2 separate regions of the Drosophila melanogaster genome follow, and region 2 is linked to region 1. Evidence: chromatin contacts called from public Hi-C data. All regions are on one chromosome and are shown on one strand. Each heading gives the region's core, a stretch centred on a gene start, on an enhancer-like site or on the middle of the called end of the contact. The rest is flanking DNA. Distances are from core to core; before and after follow the strand shown. Region 1 holds the start of Zip71B (Zinc/iron regulated transporter-related protein 71B). Region 2 holds the start of Msh6.

The links. Hi-C and Micro-C count contacts between places; a contact is called where the count stands out from the background.
Region 2: a Hi-C map of the Kc167 cell line shows a contact between it and region 1, with 1.7 times the contacts expected there. The contact joins the promoter of Msh6 here to the promoter of Zip71B in region 1. A contact is called at or near these places in 3 of 107 Hi-C or Micro-C datasets (the Kc167 cell line, larval brain and wing imaginal disc).

What each region holds. Positions count from the first base shown.
Region 1 is chr3L:14,990,985-14,993,684 of dm6, forward strand. Zip71B (Zinc/iron regulated transporter-related protein 71B) reads left to right here and starts at 1,305. Exons shown (of 4, transcript NM_001316435.1): 1 at 1,305-1,631. The coding sequence starts at 1,488. It overlaps mnd (minidiscs), which reads left to right. Exons shown (of 5, transcript NM_168601.3): 5 at 1-683. The coding sequence ends at 232.
Region 2 is chr3L:15,157,220-15,159,919 of dm6, forward strand. It overlaps Msh6, which reads right to left and starts at 1,343. Exons shown (of 5, transcript NM_140498.2): 1 at 267-1,343; 2 at 1-208. The coding sequence starts at 1,268. Prp31 (Pre-mRNA processing factor 31) reads left to right here and starts at 1,881. Exons shown (of 4, transcript NM_140499.3): 1 at 1,881-2,049; 2 at 2,106-2,557; 3 at 2,620-2,700. The coding sequence starts at 1,951.

The DNA.
Region 1 (2,700 bases), core at 55-2,554:
CTTGGCGCTGCCCATCATCTATCTGATCGTCTGCCTGTTCCTGGTCATCTTCTCTTGCACGCAGACGCCATATGTGGTAGGAATCGGGACGATCATTATACTGTCTGGAATTCCGGTCTACTACCTGACCATCCACAAACCGGTCAAATGGCTGGCGGACACTTCGCAGGCGATCAACCTGTGGTGCTCCAAATTCTTCATCTGTATGCCCAACCAGGAGAAGTTCGACTAGGACTGCAGGACTCTACGACTTTGGGAAGAGAGGGCCTTTTGTGGATGTATCGATCAACGCAACTATAGAAGGGAATATCTTGTAGTTAGGATAAGTCTCAATTTACCCCTAAGATAGGTTAGCAACGCGAAATTTTGAAAACCTACGCACAACATTACAAAAGTGTTATTGTAAATAACTCAAATGCATTCTGGTAGGGAAGTCCCTGCTTCAATTAATATTATTTGTTAGTCGTACTTTTAATGTATATTTCAAACCCAAAAAAAATGAGTTCCTCGTCGAAAGCAGAAGTACGCCTGTTATACAAAATGCGAACCAATTTTTACATATTATACAAGTAATTAGGAGCTTATTCAGTAAGTAATAATTATTATTGATGCAACTTTTTGCGAAATGTAAAAAATCGAATTTGTTTTGTATAAGAAAGTTAATAATAAACACATTAAACTTTAATCTTATTACTTTTTGTGAAGTGGGCGGAAATTGGCATTTTAAAGGTAAAAAAGTAACTTATATCATTTCGCATGGTATCTATTTAAAGTATCATAATTATCTACCACAATATTTATTAATTTTTTTAAATATTTTCATTTTCTAGTTATTTTTCCTACTCCAGCGAGTTCTAAAACTCACTACTTGATGAAAGCGCCTTTACAACGCCTTTAGGTATGCAATCTTTTTCTTCATAGTTACAATCTACCGGATAGTTTTTAGTATAAAGTATTGTTGCTTAATAATAACATTTAGCCAGATTCTTAAGATTATGAAAGGAAAGTGTAAAACTTTAGTATTTTCAATTTAAAGGCTGAGTACACTATTTAATGTGAGTTTAGCCGATGAACAGGTTAATCGACTTTATTAATTTTTGGCGCTCAAATTTGATGGTCCGGCGAAAGCTTTTCCAAAGCTCAATCCAAATGACAGTTAAGTTTGTAGCGAGTGCGCAGAGCGATGAGTTGCCCGCCCAGTGGGCGAAGGAGAGAGGGAGAAAGGAGAACGCGCCGACGCTCGTCGAACCGAAAGTCGTATAAAACGTTGCGTGGGCGAAACTGTCATTTCAAAAGACCGTTGAACGGGATCGGTAGTTGGCTGCAGTGTTACGGATCGCACGCGTCTGTAAAAACTCGAAAAAATCCCGGTGAAGCCCCCAGTGAAATGACGAGTGACCAGTAGATAACCGGGTTCAATAAAACGAATAGAATAAAACGAAAAGAGAAATACTATCTACCACCACCTGAGTGTTCAGTCCATTACGATGGCCCAAAAGCAGGTGCTAGTCTTAAACCTATTTTGCCTGGGCTCACTATTTTTCAAAACAGTGCCAGCTTCCACGGAATACAACAAATACGTGGCGCAGATATTTCAAAAATACGGCAACGGCGGGACAATCAACTTTGAGGTAATAACCAATAAACCATCGAACTAGCCTTGTAAACACACACAAGAGCGTAATTTGAGCACAGGTAAACACAGGTAAACAAAGTCGGACACGGGACAAAGCTTTTGCGGTTAGCGTTATGGCAAAAAATTAGTGAGTTTGTGTCTTCTTTTTTTTCTCTCGTTTTTGTCATTTTTGGGCCAGCAACAAAAACAATGTGTGGGAGGGGGGGGGGTGTTCTCATATGATTACGAGTTAATCAAATATTTGGGCATTGTGAAAGTGAAACAATTGTGTTCTGGCCAACTCGGCTTGATCGGGCAACCAAAACACTCTCAACAGCGATTATCGCGTCACTTTTAAAAGGTTGTAATCTTTATATGCGCGCAGCAATTTTATAACACAGTGGGCAGACAGCAGGCACTTCGTATGATACAAAACGTAGACTTTATTGCTGGCATTATCATAAATTTAATCAAAATCCAGACTAACGAGCAGCACAGGCACAGTGAGATGTACAGTACGAGACTTGAGCATCAACACGACGAACAACACCCACCCCCCGCCCAAGACATCCTTCTATATCCACGTCGGAGATTACGAGATGATAAGCCCGATAAGACTGCTTGCTCCTCCTCCTAATGGGCGCACACTGGATGCCCGATAAACCAAAGATACAAAAGCAACCGCAACTTTCGCAACGCGATCGTTATGCTTATGGACTCCAAAGCTATAGTCCGTCCGATTCCGAACAATCGGAGCCAATTGACATTACTCATGCGTATGGGCTACGCAATACGGTGTGTCCATTTGAATGGCAAGCCGCTACTAAAAATGTTTTTACTTTTTACGCACTCGGCATACTAACATTAAGGGTTGGATGCCCGATGCCCCATGTCTCATGTCCCATGCCCACCCAACCGTCTCGTATTCTATCATCATTCTAATATTCCAAATTTGATTACATATAGCACACTTGGCACACAAACAAATCTCAGCTGAATGAAAGTAAAATTCGCCATTTGGTGGCTTCATGAGCTACATAATAAATAGTTTTTTTTTTTTGTGTGTGCCAGCGCGTGTGTGTCTA
Region 2 (2,700 bases), core at 93-2,592, 170 kb after region 1:
AAGTTCCCTCATCCTTCTCCACTATGGCCAACATATAGTTGGGCTGATGATTCGGCCCGATCTTGCACTGTGAGCCAAAGACCTGGGTGCCACGATTGGTGATCTGGCAGATCTCGCGGGCCACCACTTTGTCGAACTTGGTGGCCTTGATCCGCTTGCAGCGCTCAGTCATCATATCTGGAGTTTCCGTTTGCTCAACGCGAGCCACCTAAAGAAAAACTTGTATTAGTTTTACTGGGAAAAGGAGCTATCCTTGGACAAATTACCTTGAAGCCCCTGTCTACGAGAATGGTGGACATCTTGTCGAAGGATATCTCCGGGAAACCGGAGTGAGCAAACTCGCCGCGCATGTAAGTGAAGCCCAGCTCGTTGACGCCCACATCCGCATCCATGTGATACAGTTCATAGAACTTGCCGACTTTAAAAAACAAGACGCAGTCATAGTTGTCCGACTTAAGGACCCACCACTGTCGAACTCCCGGCGACAGGCCATTGAGGAACTTCTCCGGCACATGCAAGGTGCTCTTATCGTAGTCCGGATGATCTGGACGTCTTCCCTCCTTGTCCTTGATCTTGTCCGGTTGCAGGAACTCTAGTTTCTGGTGCGGCCAAACAACGGGCTCATCCAGATTGGACGTGTTGGTCACGATATCATCGTAGGAAGCATCCTGCTTGGCATTGCTCTGCAGGTTCTTCAGCTTTTCTTGAAAGGTTGCACCCTCGGCCAACTGGATGGTCGACTCTAGCTTGACCTTCTTGCTCGATGGCTCATTGTTATTGTTGTTATTCAGAATCTTAGACTTTTTGCGCGATTTCTTGGGTGTCGGACTGTCCACGGACATGTCGTTCTCGCTAGGCGACACCTCCTCCGCGCCGCTGCTAACGCTATCATCGCTGGCTTCATTCTCATCCGGTTCGTAGTCGGAGGCGCAATCGGAGAAGTCGTCCTCCGACTTGGTTACCTCCATTTCCGGCTCACTGTCCGATTCCGGCTGAACGATGCGCTTCCGCTTGCGTTGACCACTGGCCGGCTCATCGTCGGAAATGGGCAACTTCCTCTTGGCCGCCGGCTTGGAAGCCTCTTTCTTACCATCCTTCACTTTTGGCTGCTGGTTCTGGAGATTCTCCTTTTCGCTCTTGGATGCATCGGGATCTGTTTTCACGCTAGGAGTCAATTTCTTTTTGTCGAAAGCTGGCGACTTGGAAAAGTAATTTAGTAGCGTGTTTGTGGGCGTCCCGCCCACGCTGGTGTTTAACTTCTTGGACATGACAATGGCCTAGAAACGTCTGCCAGGTTACTCAAAAAACCAGGATGCAGACGCTGCGATTGTGCGCCAAAACCAAAAAATATTCTGTCAAATTGTGGCTTAATAATACCGAAATAGTAGCTTGACTATTTAGTATATTTAGGGAACTCGTGCCCGTTGGAATTTTCGAATACCACTGAGGAGATTTTATTTTTTCGTTACAATTTGATGCTTCTTATATAATAAGTCATTTTTTTTCATTTTTGATCTGTGTTTATCTAGGCTTTGTTGTCCCAAAATAAATAAAGAGTGATAGTTAAGAATTAAGCAAAACAATTGATAGCCATACCTATATTTTCATCAACCTTATATTTTCAACCATATTTTCAATTCCTTTACTTTTAGATACAGAATTCTAATTAAGCAGGAAAATCGAAACTTTCCAGAATAATAACAAGAGTTATGATATTGGATCGTTCTGTTCATGAAATGTTTATTGAATTTGGTCAAATTGATCAATTAAAATCCAGTGGAATAGCCTTATGGTATTCTTTAAATGAATACCCTATATATTTCATGCTAATACTTAGTATTTTTTCAATGAACCGCATGGTATTCTAAGGCGGCTGAGCAACGGTCACTTCAATTCCAAAACAAACTTAATTTCACGAGATCGCAAAATAAACTTTTGAAATAAGCCAAAATGTCGCTAGCCGATGAGCTTTTAGCCGATCTCGAGGAAGACAATGACAATGAGCTGGAGGAGGAGGATTCGGAGATGGCCAGTGCAGAGGACGAGAGCGTAAGGAACCAAAGCAAATGTTGATCAGACCTAATGATTCCCCTCCCACAAAACAGTTGCTGGCGGAGAAGCTGGCTAAGCCGGCTCCCAATCTGATGGACGTGGATGTAACCGTGCAGTCGGTGCGGGAACTGTGCAAGCTGCGCGACTCTGAGCGCCTGAAGAACACGCTGCAGCAGATCGAGCACTATGCCAGTCGCCAGAGAACTGCAGCCGAAATGCTGGGATCCGTAGAATCCGATCCAGAGTACTGCCTCATCGTGGACGCTAATGCCATAGCTGTGGACATTGACAACGAGATCTCCATTGTGCACAAGTTCACCAAGGAGAAGTATCAGAAGCGATTCCCCGAATTGGACTCCCTGATCGTGGGTGAAATCGAGTACTTGCTGGCGGTCAAGGAGCTGGGCAACGACCTGGACCAGGTCAAAAATAACGAGAAGCTGCAGGCTATTCTCACGCAGGCCACCATTATGATTGTGTCAGTCACGGCGTCCACCACACAGGGGTAAGTTATTTGAACGGTGTAACCCAAAATAACATGTCACTGAATCCCATTCCCTTTCGCAGAACCATGCTGACACCGGCGGAGAAGGCAAAGATCGACGAGGCCTGCGAAATGGCCATCGAACTGAATAACTTCAAGTCCAA